2 separate regions of the Mus musculus genome follow, and region 1 is linked to region 2. A link is a contact called in public ChIA-PET data. All regions are on one chromosome and are shown on one strand. The core of a region is the stretch at or near the end of the contact, and the rest is flanking DNA. Distances in the headings are between cores, read along the strand shown. Region 1 overlaps Zmiz1os1 (a long non-coding RNA gene). Region 2 has its middle 17 kb from the start of Gm32307.

What was found. ChIA-PET counts read pairs in DNA pulled down with a chosen protein or histone mark.
Region 1: an REV-ERBa ChIA-PET map of liver shows a contact between it and region 2, with 11 times the contacts expected there. The contact joins two enhancer-like sites. A contact is called at or near these places in 2 of 484 Hi-C or Micro-C datasets (the AML12 cell line and uterus) and 3 of 115 datasets of contacts at active chromatin or transcription factors (CD8 T cells, large pre-B cells and liver).

Annotation. Positions count from the first base shown.
Region 1 is chr14:25,392,785-25,399,882 of GRCm38.p6, reverse strand. All of the region lies in intron 1 of Zmiz1os1 (a long non-coding RNA gene), which reads left to right. Among named protein-coding and RNA genes, the nearest start is that of Gm32645, 5.4 kb to the left of the region's middle. Within about 2 kb of position 2,517, at least 118 of the 459 cell types and tissues checked have an H3K27ac peak or open chromatin away from gene starts, as enhancers often do. A contact at or near this core is called in liver, where this site is marked.
Region 2 is chr14:25,178,194-25,185,056 of GRCm38.p6, reverse strand. No RefSeq gene overlaps it. Among named protein-coding and RNA genes, the nearest start is that of Gm32307, 17 kb to the left of the region's middle. Within about 2 kb of position 3,441, at least 19 of the 459 cell types and tissues checked have an H3K27ac peak or open chromatin away from gene starts, as enhancers often do. A contact at or near this core is called in liver, where this site is marked.

The DNA.
Region 1 (7,098 bases), core at 1,268-3,767, 220 kb before region 2:
AGACCAACGTCCCTTGTCACCGCACTAATGTTCAGAGAGAGCCTTGGACTCCATTAGGAAGCTATTTTTAGTAGGACACGAATTAAACACCTTTACTGGCTGTTGGAGGTCAGGGAGGTGATGAAGTCCTAGAGGCAGAAGGGAGCCATCTTGCTAAACTTGGGACCTGTTCATTTCCCCCTGGCTTTCTGTGGCTGCCTGTCATCTGTCAGCACTGCCCATGACCTTAGGAGCTCTTGGGCTTTCTGGAGCTGGAAAGGCAAGCAGAGAGAAGGAGATGGGGAGGAGGAGAGACCTGATCTGTGTGAACACAGGACCTGGCCAGTGTGTACACATGGCTGTGTCAGAGTATAACTAACATCTGTGTGCAAGGAGCTTATCTGTCGAGCTGGGAGGGGGGGGGGTTATGGTTTGCTGTAGAGCGGGGTTCTCCTCATCACCGGAACCCAGCCCCTGGTTCTTTGAGAGGCTCCTGTGAGGGAAGGTACAGTGTAGGGCAGCTGAGTATGCTCAGCCTTGCCAGTGTGTTTGCTGACAAACATGGGTGGGCACTGCCTCTGCCCTCTAGGGGTGTGAGTAACTTGGAAGGGTCTAAATGCAGAGCCCCACTTGAGGACAGAAAGAGGCCCAAGTGTGCTTCCTGAATGCACAACATGTGTGACCCAAGGCCTGTCCTTGCCTCCCCAACACCCCCCCCACACACACACACACATACACACACACAGCATCTTAGGCAGGGAGCTTTCCAGTCTTCCATGTGCTTTCTGCCTCTGCTCTCGGGACAGATGAAGATACTCCAGGAACAAGGGACCAAGTGGGATCTGGCCTACCTGTCCCTACCTGCCCCTCACCTGGGGACTGGCGCTGCTCTGTTTCCTCTTGGCCTTGATTTCAGCCTTTGAATTCTCTACCAGATAGATGACAGTTGCCACTAACCGGGATGGAAGCCAGTGCAGTTGGGGATGGCAGGGGGACGACATCTTTGCAAGTGTTCTCCGGTCACATGGACCTGGGCTAGGTTGGGCAGTGTGACCTTACACAGCTCATTTCTTATTTTGGGACCTTTCTCCCTTCCATTTGCAAAAAAATATCCTCAGGAAGAAATGAGAAGGGCCCAAGCTGTTCTAGCACCTAGAAAAGGTGTCACACACAGTAAGTGGCTCTTGCTGTCCTCCCCTGGACACTGAGCTGGTTATAACAGGCTTAGTGTCTTTTCCAAAGGGGTAGGTGAAAAAATTCTCATGTTAGAGGTGCTGGCTAGGTGTCTCTCCCTTGCAGCTAGCTAGCCCTGTCAACCTGGAGTCCTATTCTTTAGGCCGAATGTCAGGCTTTGAGTCCCAGGTTCATCTCTGTGTGTTTATGAAAGGGGGCTTGCTCCCTGAAGGCAAGTGGTTTCCACCTTTCTCCATGATCTTCATGGGTGCCTGGCACAACCTCAAATTTAGTGGCAAAGAAGGACTGGTGTGTTGTATACAAATGCCCTGAGCAGGGAGCTAGAGTTTGTTCCCATGATCCTCTTGGTGATAAGGAAACTGAGGCACGGGAGGAGGGGCTGTGTGGGGTAGATAGGAGATTCAGTGGGCAGGAATAGGAAAGGCTGGCTTGGAACCTGGGCCAGAGAGGAAGCAGGGACCCAAGGGGAGGAGGGACCAGCCTGCAGTGAAAGACTGGACAGTAGAGGAGAGGGCTGGGGTGAGTGGGGATCCCCAGGCCGAGGCTAACAGCATCTGGTGGCCTGGGAGTGCAAGCGAACCCACATTTGATGTGGTGTGACAGTTTCTGAGTGTCTGGGATGATCCAGGCTCCCTGCTCAGCACTCATTCATTCCATAGTCACCCCCAGCCCCCACCCTGTGCTCGGTTGCTGGTGTTGCCAGGCAGGCTGCTGCCTAGCGCTGTTCTTTGGTCATCTGGGGCCAGGGCCCTGGGATAAGACTCAGTCCCACAGGCACAGCATGCCTCAAGGCTGCAGGTGGCCTTTGTGGCCTCTGTGCCCTGGCTTTGTTTTCCCCAAGTGGCTACACAGAGGGAGGAGGGAGGCTGGGCGGCCTTTGCATGTGGCAGCAAATTTGGGCCATTGATTTCCATTTATTTCCTGCTCAAATGATCCAGGCCGGCTGCTGCTGGGGGTGGGGGTGGAGGGGGGTGCTCTTTAGCATTTTAAGTTTGCAGATAATTGGAGGAAAATAACTCCAATAATGAAATCTCTGCTGGATCACATTCTGATACGTGACAAATCAATTCATTTATGATACCTTCTTTGTCACACTGAGCCATTCTGGCGCTCAGTGGAAACCTCCTAAATTAATAAAACTGTTAAATCCATGAAACCCTCCGTTCTGAGCTGCACATCGCAGCACAAGTTTGAATCATTAAGGGAATAAAACTGATAAATGTGAGTGGGGGAGTGCCTTTGTCTGGAGAGGGGCCGGCTTTCAGGGCAGATAATTGTCTTCAGGGCCCATACAGCCTCACTGGGGTAGCAGGGGGCGGGGCGGGGGTGGGGCCAGGCACACTTTGAGGGTGGAAACCAGTCTTGACCTTACCAGCGTCTGGAACAGGCTGCTTCAGTAGTGAATTGTGTAGCTTCAAGCTTTTTAAAAGAAAGTATGATTTAATAGCAAAGAGAGAATATAAAGCCCTTATTGAACTCTGTCAAATTTGACTTGGCTTGGCAGGGGATTTTTTTCCAAAATGACTACGCTTGTCAGATCCCAAACTGTTCAGGGAGGCGTGGTTTAATAAATAGGGCGGAGGTGGGTGGGGCTGAGCTCAGGCAGGCTGAGTGGCCTCTTAGCTAATCTTCTTGTTAGCTGCACGTCCCTGAGCAGGCTGCTGGGCATCTCTGGGCTTCTGTTTTCTCAACTGTGACTTGGGAGCTGGGAGGAGGACCCTACAGCGATGAGTGTATAAGATGTACAGGAAAGTGCAGTGTAAACTGTCACGTGCGAGGCAGGGGTCAGTGAATGGTGTTTTCTGTGAATGGTCCCTGGAAGTTAAGGGATTCTGCAGTTCTTGACACACCAGGATAGATTGCTGTTGCTGTTGTTGTTGTTGGGTTAGATGTAGGTGTTACATGATTGTGATGGGATCTGCTGTGTGCTTCTGTGCAATATCCTACACTGATGTCTATTCCTTCGCATGTACACAGAACTAGCAGAGTCCTTGTATCCCAGCATCCCTCATTTAGTGTGGCTTGGCTCTCAAGCAGGGAGCAAGGAGGCCTGCACCCAAGATGCCAGCAGAGGCACCTCATTTCCTGCCCAGACAACCCAGTTCACAGATGCTTAAAGGACTGGGCCAGGAAGGGCAGGTGGGAACCCTTGGCCCTAAGCGACTGCTTTGCTTACCTCTTACTGCAACAAATCTGGAAATTTCCTGAAGACACCTGAGCCTTCCTCTACTTTAACTTCCTCTAGAGTCCTCTTTAACCGAGATCCCTGGAATGGTTGGAGTAGCCAGCCCCATCCTTGTCACTTGTGGGTTGTGAACCTACAACCCGAGAAACCTTTTGTGTTGTACAACACTCATTTATATGTTATGCGTGCATAATTGAACAAAATTTAAGGAGACTGCACTTGTCTTCAGTTCAGGAAATGCATGTGAGTCTACTCTATTTTAATCTTCTAGCTTTTATTCTACTCTAGTCTCTCTCTGTGTCTCTGTCTCTGTCTCTCTCTCTGTATAGTGATGTGCGCATGTGCATGCTTGAATGTGTGTATGTTTCTGTGCACATGCACATGAGGACTGACGTTAGCATTTATGGGCTTCCTTGATTGTTCCCTACTTTATATATTGGCACTGGGTCTCTCACTTAATCCAAAGTTCTTCAGTTCCAACTGGTCTAGTTAGCCTTGTCCTGAGGAACCCCCTGCCCGATCTCTGCCTCCTGAGTGGCAGGATTACAGATGGCTACCATGCTTGCTTGGCTATTATGTGGGTTTGGGGGATGCAAACTCTAGTCCTTATGTTTGCATGGTTAGCTTTTATCCACTGAGCCATTTTTATTTATTTTTAAATATGTAATTATGTGTGTGTGTGTGTGTGTGTGTGTGTGTGTGTGTGTGTGTGTGTGTGTGTGTGACATTCAAGTAGGAGCCTTTGGCGGTCAGAAGAGTTTTGGATCCCCAGGAACTGGAGCTACAAATGGTTGTGGGCCACCATGTGGGTGCTGGGAACCCAATGTCTGTCCTCTGTTAGCGTAATAAATGCTTTTAACCACTGCACTGTCTTTCCAGCTCCTGTTCTTGGTCTTTAAAATGATGCCTTGGTCCACTAAATTATCTATCTGTGCTACTAGTGGATGTGACCCACAGTTTAGAGAATTTGGATCTGGCCCGCTGCTCACCTTTTTGACAAGGGACTTGAGCATGAGTGCCATCCAGCCCAGCCATGTTACTGTATGGGCTGTGCCTGCCCGACTCCTGAAGGCATATGCCCCTCACTGCTGTAGTTGTCTGGTAACCCTGAGTTCTCTCACAGCCTTCCCACTGGTCACTCTGTGTAGGACCCAGGACCTATAGATGGAGATGGACTGTCACCATCAGCTCCACTCTACCTTCTTGAACAAAGGATGGAAGTGACAAGGTGGCTCAGCTACCCTCTCTGCTTCAGAGAGATCAGAGAAGGTGGGGGCAGGGAGCCCATGTCCCCGATATAATGAGCCGCGTGGCCACAAACCTGACAAGTCTTTGCTCTGCAGCATCAGGAATCCCTGGCAGCCACCAACACAAGCGCTAATTGCCAGCTTGGGCAAGGACGGCAGCCCTGACATCCATATCAATTATGGCCACTGGCCATGCCTGGGAGACAAAGGTCTCAGAGGCTGTCAGGCTCCAGTGTCAGAGCTCTGTCTGCCAAAGAAGACACAGAGACAATAGCCACCTATCACTACTCACTGCCTTGGCAGGCTGTGCCTGGGTGGGGTAGAGCCGAGCCTGACAGGTGAGGGGCCAAAGCAAGACAGCCAGGCTGTCTTACTGCTTGGACACGATGCTTCTCACACGAGTATGTGTGTGTGTGTGTGTGTGTGTGTGTGTGTGAACTCATGGGGGGCGGGGGAAATTGCTGGTTCAACTTTTGATTCATTCTGGTGAAAGTTTCCTGTGGGGAAATGGAAATGAACTTGGAAACATCCCCACTGGTGTTATCTACTTCCTCTTCCTCTTCTTCCTCCTCCTCCTCCTTCTCAGATTTATTTATTTTATGTTTATGACTGCTGTATTTGCATGTATACCTGCATGCCAATAGTGGGCATCAGATCCCATTACAGATGGTTGTGAGCCACCATGTGGTTGCTGGGAATTGAACTCAGGACCTCTGGAAGAGCAGCCAGTGCTCTTAACCATCTCTCCAGCCTCTTCTCCCTCATTAGTGATTTTTATGCTGAGAGCTGTGTGGAGGGGACAGAGGCCTAGTGGTGGCTTTTAGGACCGCTGGCCATGGTCCTGCACAGTGCGTTTGCTAACTCAGGTTGGGGTGAACTTTGAGTATTGGGACTCCAGTGTTGAAGAGCATCCAAATAACTTGGAAAGATGTTGGTCACCCTTGTCTGTTTCTGATTAGTGTCCCTGGGGTGGGGTGTAAGCAAGCCCTTACTAAGCACCCAGGTCTGGCCTTAGGCCATGGTTCTCAGCCTGTAGGTTGTGACCTCTTTGTCACACTTCTATCTCTAAAAATGTTTACATTACAATCCATAAGGTAAGCAACTTACAGATATGAAGTAGCAATGAAAATAATTTTAATGGGGGTCACCACAGCATGAGCAACTTCATTAAAAGGTCACAGCATCAGGAAGGCTGGGAATCACTCCCTCAGGCCAATGTATCCCATGACAGTTAGGAATGCGGCCCAATACAAAATCATTAATGTACTTAAAACATTATGACTTTTTTTTGCGTGCACATATGTTTATGTGTGTGGCTGTGCACATGTATGTTCCAGTGAATATGCATGTGTGTGTGTGCATATGGAAACCGGAGGTCAGTATGATATGTCTTCTACAACTTCTCTTTCCACTTCATTTTCTGAGGAGTCTGTTTCTGAGCTTGCTCTTTCTCTGCTAGGCTGTCTGTCTGTCCATCTGTCTCTACTCAAGCCCTGTCACTTTTAGCACTGAGGTCTCAGATGTGCACAGCCGGGCTCATTTTTATGTGAGTGCTGGAAAACCAGACTTAGGCCCTCTTGCTTGTGTAGTAAGCACCCTCAGCAAGTCACCATCTTAGCCTCCTGGATGGTACGTCTCTGTGTCTGACTTATCGGCGTGTAATGCTTCAGGGGGCATGGCTCTCTAGCGACATCTCTTTCCCATTGATAAGGAGTATTCTAGTGCTTTCTGTCTCCAGTTCTCAAACATTTGCACTGCTTCCAAGGTGTGACGATTCCACATAATCCTATGTCCAACACTTATGGACCATCCTTTTGTGTGGTTGTAGATTTCCATTTCTTCCTGGACTCATACCGCAGGGTTATATGGTCAGTGGACACTGTTTAAGGAATTATCCGGCGCTCCTCCAACATGGCAATTGCAGCCTGGTGTGGTGGCACACTCTGGAATCCTGGCATTCCCGAGATTGAGGCAGAAGGCGCAAGGGTTCAAGGGCAGCTCTGGTTACAAAGTGAGACCCCATCTCACAAGACAAAACAAGGCCAAGCACAACAGTAAGTCCGTAGTTCTGCATGCTCACTATCAGTGGGTGAAGGTTTCAGTTTCTCTACCTTCTCTCTAACGCCTGTTGCTTCCTGCTTTTTAAGTTTTTTTAATTTAGTTAGAGCCATTTTTTATAAGGTACATGAGGTGTCTCCTGTGGTTTTCCTTCATGTTCCCCTTTGACTAATGACAGTGAGCTGCTTCTCGTGGACTAGTGGTTCATTTGTTTCTCTTTGGTAACAAGCTTATTTCTCTGTCCATCCGTCCCTCTCTCCCTCCCTCCCTCTTTCTTTCTATTCCTTTGGGAATTGAACTCAAGGCCCCCCGGAACGCTATGCATAGGCTCCACCATTGAGCTAACCCTGCTCTGGTTGTTTGTTTCATTGAGATGTAGATTTTCTTTGTATATCCTCAATATGTCTCCTTCACTATTAGTTTTTATTTGCAAGC
Region 2 (6,863 bases), core at 2,192-4,691:
ACTTGAGTTTCCAGGGGAGGACAGTGAAGCTTGGTGCTCCAGCATCCTGCTCTCCCTCACTCTCACATCTTCTGCTGTGCACCACAGGGGCACTCCGGTGTGGGAGAGTTGGCCTCTGAGATCACCAGAGCCATTCCCCTGTCCCCAATCCCTAAGCCCAGGCTCTTCCCCCTTTCAGGCTTAGGGGACCTTTGAAAATTAGCTCCCCCCCTAGCCCCAGTTGATCATACAGCAGCTCCCACAGACTAGGAAGAAATCCAGGGAAGCCACGGTGATGACACACTGTTTGCTCTCAACCTGTAAGTGGTAGAATTGTGCCCCAGCCACATGCAATGGTGTCTCACGAAATCTCATAATGGGGCACCAGTCAAGGAAGGATCTGTGTGGCATGTGATAGTCTTTGGGTAAGTTCACCCCAGGGCAGGAGGGCATGAATCCAGTGGCAGGTGTGTCCTTACAAGGGACAGAAAAGACAAGACACTCAGTGCTATGGGCCATAAGCCAGAGCACGGATGCTTGTAATGGTGGAGGTAGAGGCTGTGGAGTTGCAGCGGGAGGCACAGGTAGCAAGGACTGAAGATCCTAGAGCCCCATGCAGGATGGGGGAACGCTGGAAGCTGGGAGTCACAAGTAGGTAAGAGAGAAAGAGAGAGAGAGACAGAGAGAGAGACAGAGAGAGACAGAGAGACAGAGAGACGAGGGGGACTCACGTGAGGTCAGCCTGTACACTGCACAGCCAGCCTAGCTGGCACCTTTGCTTTAGACTTCTGGCTTGTACAACAGAGTGTTTAAAGCCACCCAGTGTGTGCTCATTTGTTACCTAGGCAGCACTAGGAAACAAACAGAGCCAGGCAGAGTGAGAATCTGGTCGGAGCCTGAAGGACTGTGGGGATGGACTTCGTGAGGATCTCCCTCTGCCTTTGCCAACACGAGTGGGCCTCTCTGCTCTGCTTCCCACCTTGGGACCTTTAGCTCCTTTCAGGCCATGCTCTCCCTCAGCCTGAGCTGCTCCCAGCCTGCCTTGCTCCTCTCTTCCCGTATCTCTGAATTAGAAGCACGTGTGACATCACTTCCCAAGTTCCAAAATGTCTTCTGCTTGGTAGCCTTGCTCATATCAGCCAGCTAACCTCTCACCACCCTAAAGCCACCAGGAGCTAATGTTATAACTTAAACAGAAGTCACCGGACAGACATCTTCAGCTGAGGGCTCCTAGGCAGCAGGTCCTATACCTGATCATCCTGGTCATGGGCACCCTGGCAGATTAACTGTGTGTAAGGTGTCAGCCTTGTGTTCTGGTGTCAGCAGAAAGACATGTCAAGAGGCAGGATACACCCGGCCAGGGCAGGAGCAACCACTCTGAGACTCACTTTCTCTGGACTCGAACAATGTTAGTAGGGAAGGAAGTTGGGGGAGGAAGAATGGATTTTATTTATTTTAATTTTTATTCTTCACACACATTCCATCCCAACCATGCCTTCCCCTACCTGTATTCCTCCAAGTCCTCCCTCCCCTCCCCATAAGCCCTCTCTTCCTCAGTTTCCCTTTAAAAGAAGGTCAGATCTTTCAGGGATAGCAACCGAACATGGCATAACACATCACAATAAGACAAGGCAAAAAAATAAAAAAAGAAATCTTCATATCAAGGCCAGGTGATCCAGTAGGAGGAGAAAAAGGGTCCCAAGCACAGGCAAAAGAATTAGAGACAGCCCCCACTTCTGCTGTTAGGGTTCCCACGAAAAAACACCAAGCTATGCACTCACAAGGTATATGCAGAGGACCTGGCTCAGACCCATATAGGGACCATGGTTGCTGCTTCAATCACTGTGAGGCCCCATGAACCCTGTGTAGTTGATTTTGTAAGCTGTGTTTTTATGGGGTCCTCAACCTTCTGGCTTCTAGAATCCTTCCATCCTTTCTTCTCATGGTAGGGTGGATTTTAAAACATAGAAGGGAAATTAGTAGCCCTAAACTCTTGAGAGGGGTCATCACACCAAGCAGAGGATGCGCCTGACAAGTGTCTCAGAGGGGCTTACTGAGCTGGGTCAGAGTGACTCAGGACGTCCAGACTGAACATCCAGTGTTCAGATCACGTGGGATGCTGGCCCTAAGTGCCTGAGCCTGCTCACTCTATCCTTAGTCCCTATAACAGATGGCACACACAGCCTTCCTCTCACTCATCTTCCCCCATCCTGAGGACTGGCTCGTTTTATTCTTGCTGCATAGATCAGGGTTTGGAGGTGAAGGCTCAAGGTCACAGGGCCACTAGCGAGTGGTGGTCAGCTCTGGAACTCGGGTCAGAGGAGCCAGAGATGTGTGAGCCGAGAGCTGGGAGATCCTGGATGGATGTCCCAGTGCAGAGACAGCTGCCGTGCCCGTTACAGAACCACTGTTGGCACTGACTTAAGGGTCCATGGCAAAGTTCTCTATTTCAAGAGCTGAACCGTGGACAGCAGGAGAATGCCTTGCTTTATGAAATATCCCCTGAGGTGTTGGGCTAAAGGGAAGCAACATCTTGGACTCACCTCTCAACCAGTTCAGGAAGAAGGGGAAGAGGAGGAGAGGTGAAGACTGGGGCTGATTGAGGAAAATCTATTTAGGCGATTCTGACTGTTCTTGCTATTTTATTCACTTAAAACCATGTCACGGCCAAAATTATCAAAAAGAAACCTCTAAAGTCTGGGCTTTTAATTTTTTAAAGTCACTTTATTGATGTGTGCTTGATGTACAATAAACCAAAGGTGTGTGCTTTGATATGTTTTGACATCTGTCTGTAGGCAAGAATCGATCACTGCAGTCAGGAGTGAATGTAGCCATCACACCCAAATCTTTCTTTCTGCTTCCTTATGCCTCCTGTCTGTCAGCCCACCCCACTATCCACGCCCAGGCACACCCCCTCTGCCCCTGTGGATTGCTGGCAGACCCCTCCCCCTTCTGCCTGCATTCTTTCACTCTGCATAATTATGCAGCAATTCACTCATGCTATACCATGTTTCAGCAGCGTGTTCCCCTTCATGGCTGAGTCCTATTCACTTGAATAGATATACCACAGTTTCTTTACCCATTCCTCTGTGGGTGGACTCTTAGGTTTGCTCCACTCTTAGGCAGTTATGGACTAAGGCTGTTGCCAACAGCTGCATCCAAATCTCAGAGTGGGCATATGTTCTTTTCTCTTCCTGGGAATGCAGACGCTTCCTACTGTTCTACAAAGTGAATGCCCACCAGTGCTATGGTGGTAGCTCATTCCCCTCATCTTTGCCCCAGGATGATTGAGCTGACCTTTTTCTCTATTTGGCTGTAGTCACCTCGCTCATTGCACAATGGCATGCCAGTGTGGTTTAGATTTACACTCCCCTGTGACCAGCAACGAAGTTCATAGCCTCTCTCTACTTCCCTGGGACACTGTGTCCCTTGGGTAAAGAGGCACATTTAGAGCAGCTGATGAGGCTCTGTTGGGCACAGGAGGAGGTGGGCCTGGGAAGAAAGTCTGCAGTCCCAGTCTGAGTACTCAGGTTACTGCAGAACAAGGTCCAAGGTCCAAGAGCTCAGATTGCTTCACCTGAGTTTTTGATTGGGTCCCCAGCAGCTCAGCAGCCAGCCCTGGGGGCATTTCCAACCAGTACCCAGAACTCACTAGGTGCTGGCTACAGTTCTTCTGGTCATTCACCAACCACCTGCAGCCCAGCTCTGAGAGCTGCACATGAAGGACTGAACCACGCTCAGTCCTTCGTGGATGGGCAAACTTCAGAGGAGACATGTCTAGGGTTACTCTTGAATTCTGCTGTAAAGGGTCTCTAAATTCTGCTGTACACTTCCACCTAATCTATGTTCCGACTACAGTAGAGTCTCAGTGTCCCAAACCCACCACCTCCTTCTTGTCCCCTCCCCTTCATCTTCCCTTTGCCTTTGCCCAGGGGAGACCACACCCAGCCCACCTTTCCTGTGGAATCTTCCATATCCACACGGGAAACCTTAGTGACAGTACTGTCCAACCTCGAGCTCCACGTGCAGGGTGCATGGCTGGTGGGTGGGCACAAGCTCCCTAAGGGCAGCCACACCTTTTAGTAACTGAGCCACTTCACAGCCATGCCCTTTGTGGTGACATTTGGAGACATGTAAGGAGTCACGATTCAGATGTGTTCACGAATTACCCCTAGGGCTCGAGGTGGTACCTGGCCCTTCTGGGAAAGCTGAACCCATTCACCTGTCCCATTATCACCAAGGAGAGCCATTACTGCCATGTAACACAGCTCAGGCATTGAAACACTGTAACTGTTAGGTTCTCAGAGGTACCCAGTTAGAGATGCAGGCACTGGCTTTGCCTGCATTTTTTTTCTTTCTGTTCTAGAAACACATACCTGTCTGCACAGTGGATTGAACTACTCCCACCAGAAATGCTACAGAACCTTTCAAATAAATATTTAGTGTACGATCTGGTAATTTTATGTTGTGAGTTACAAAGCCTTTATCTGGTACCCACCTTTCATTAAACCTTGGGGTCCTGCTTTGGTCTCTAATGACATTATGTTGCATCAGAATTAGAAGGCTATTTAAAAATAAAAAAACAGAGGGCCTGTATTATTTGTTGTAAGTCATGCTAATGTTTAAATTTCGAGTCTTTTTTACTGCTGATTAAACCTCTGAAGACTAAGGCAGAGTTTCTGCTTCACTGCTAGGAGCAAAGACGATGGTGTGGCTTGGGGAAGGGAGAGCGCCTGAAGAATGCACGGGAAGGTTGCTGCATTTATGAATAAAGCAGGGCATTATCATTTTTAATAGGAATTAAACAGCTAGAGGGAGAAGTCGGCGATGCCGCGATCAGTGCGAAGGAAAACAATCTAACAATTTTAATTAACTGTATTTTAATAGCTTTAGTTATAATTGAATAATTTAAATACCAAGGGAAACACTTAAATCTCCTAAAAGCCTTTTTTTATTTACATTTTAAATACAGTTCACGGTGAGTAGGTGGCAGTGTCTATGCTGGGGGATCGCATGGGTGACTCTAGCAACTGGGCAAGCCTGAGAGAGGTGTGTGGGAACCCGGGGTGGGGGCTTTCACCACTGAGGAGAGACTACTGGGCAGTGTGGCAGGGACATCCTTGCCTGCTCCAAGTTGCAGGAGGCCAGGCAAGTGAGACTCCATTCTCAACTCAGCATTCACACAATACTTATCACAGGCTTTTGTGATGCCCACCACGGCAGACACAGCCTAGCAGGAAGAGTAGTTGCCAACGGCTGAGGGTGACACCCTCTTGGAGGGTTTTTCAAATGGAAAAGCCAGACAGTAAGTGGATGAGCTGCTGGAGAGACTGAGTTATTACGTAAAGGCTAATGGAGACAAAGCAAGACGCTGAGATAGGATAGGGTGATGGGGAGGTAGGGCGAGCGGGTGGGGTTTTCTTTCCCTGGAGGGGATGTTTAGGTGAACGCTTTGGGAAGGGTAGGATGGGTCTGGCATTGAATTCCGAGAGAGGAATTTTCCCTGATGCTGATAGTGGAAAAGTCTTGCTACCAACTAGGAGGACTCAGAGGGTCTGTCTTGAGAAGAACGGGGTAAGGATACTGTTGAAGGGGGATGGAGAGCCTAGCAAGGCTAGGGGCAGCTCCTGAAAGATTTTTAAATATGTGATGACATGAAGGTCCCCTACACCTGTGCTACCATGTGACCTCATTCTCCCCTCAGCTCTCGGGTTTCTCAGGACGTAGTAGTGGACTTTTCTGGACCAAGGTAGTACCTTGCCTGTTACTGTGAGCCCACACACTCTCTGTCATAATCCTTAATAACTGCATACATAGCCTCTCTGAGAACCAGGCTTTGCTCCTCACCTCTGAGTGCAAATAGGGCTCTAGTTATGGACAGGATACCTTCCAACTTGTTCCAACCCCTAAACCCTGAAGCCTCAATGGCTCCCCCAGACTCCATGCAACATTGGCCACTGAACACACATAGCTGCATGCCCAGTCCCAGGCAGAGACCAGCAAAGCCACTCAGCACTGATTAATAACCTGTCTTTGGGTCTGAATCTATACTATGCATGTTCTTTTTTTTTTTTTTAACAGTTTGCTAAGAAAGCCTATCTTGCAGCCACATACCTCAGGGACAGAGAATCCTGGGGGACATTTATCATATGGTCAGCACCCTGCGAGGTAATGAGATGGCAGCTGAGGGGTAGTATCTGGACTGCATCCTCCCTTTGTTGGTTCTAGGCTCCCTGAACTCCCCTTGGATCCTCTTGCCAGGAAAGGCTGGCTGTGCCTCAAGTGAGCCCAAGCCAGCTGGGAGAAAGCTGTCCTCCTCATGAACAGATCTGTGTGACATGGAGTCAGATAGCAGGGATCACAGTGTGAGAAGAAGAAAAACCTACCTGTGTGGTCTTGAACTCACTATGTAGCACAGGATGACCTTCAGATGAACTTCAGACCCTCTAGCCCCTACCTCTTGAGTGCTGGGATAGCAGGTATGTACTACCATGCCTGTTTTATGTGATGTTGGGAATCAGAGTCCAGGCTTCACATATGATGGGTAAGTACTCGGCTACCTGAGCTATATCCCCAGCAACTAACCTTAACCACTGGATCTCGGATGTACTCAAGGCCATCCCTGCCCTCGATTGGGTATACACAGTAGCAGCTTCCACTCACTTCTCAACCACTTGCCTCGCAGATATTTACATAGGTTCATCCATTTCAATTTACAGAATAACTGGAGTTCAAAATACATATAAAAGAATCTGAATGAAGGTGTGTGGCCATTTATGACCAAGATACTTGAACCAGGAATCCAGGGGCTATTAACTGCCTTCCTGAGATGCTCCCCCAGGCCGATGTCTCCAGGTGGTATAACCCTATTGCTGAAGATACCA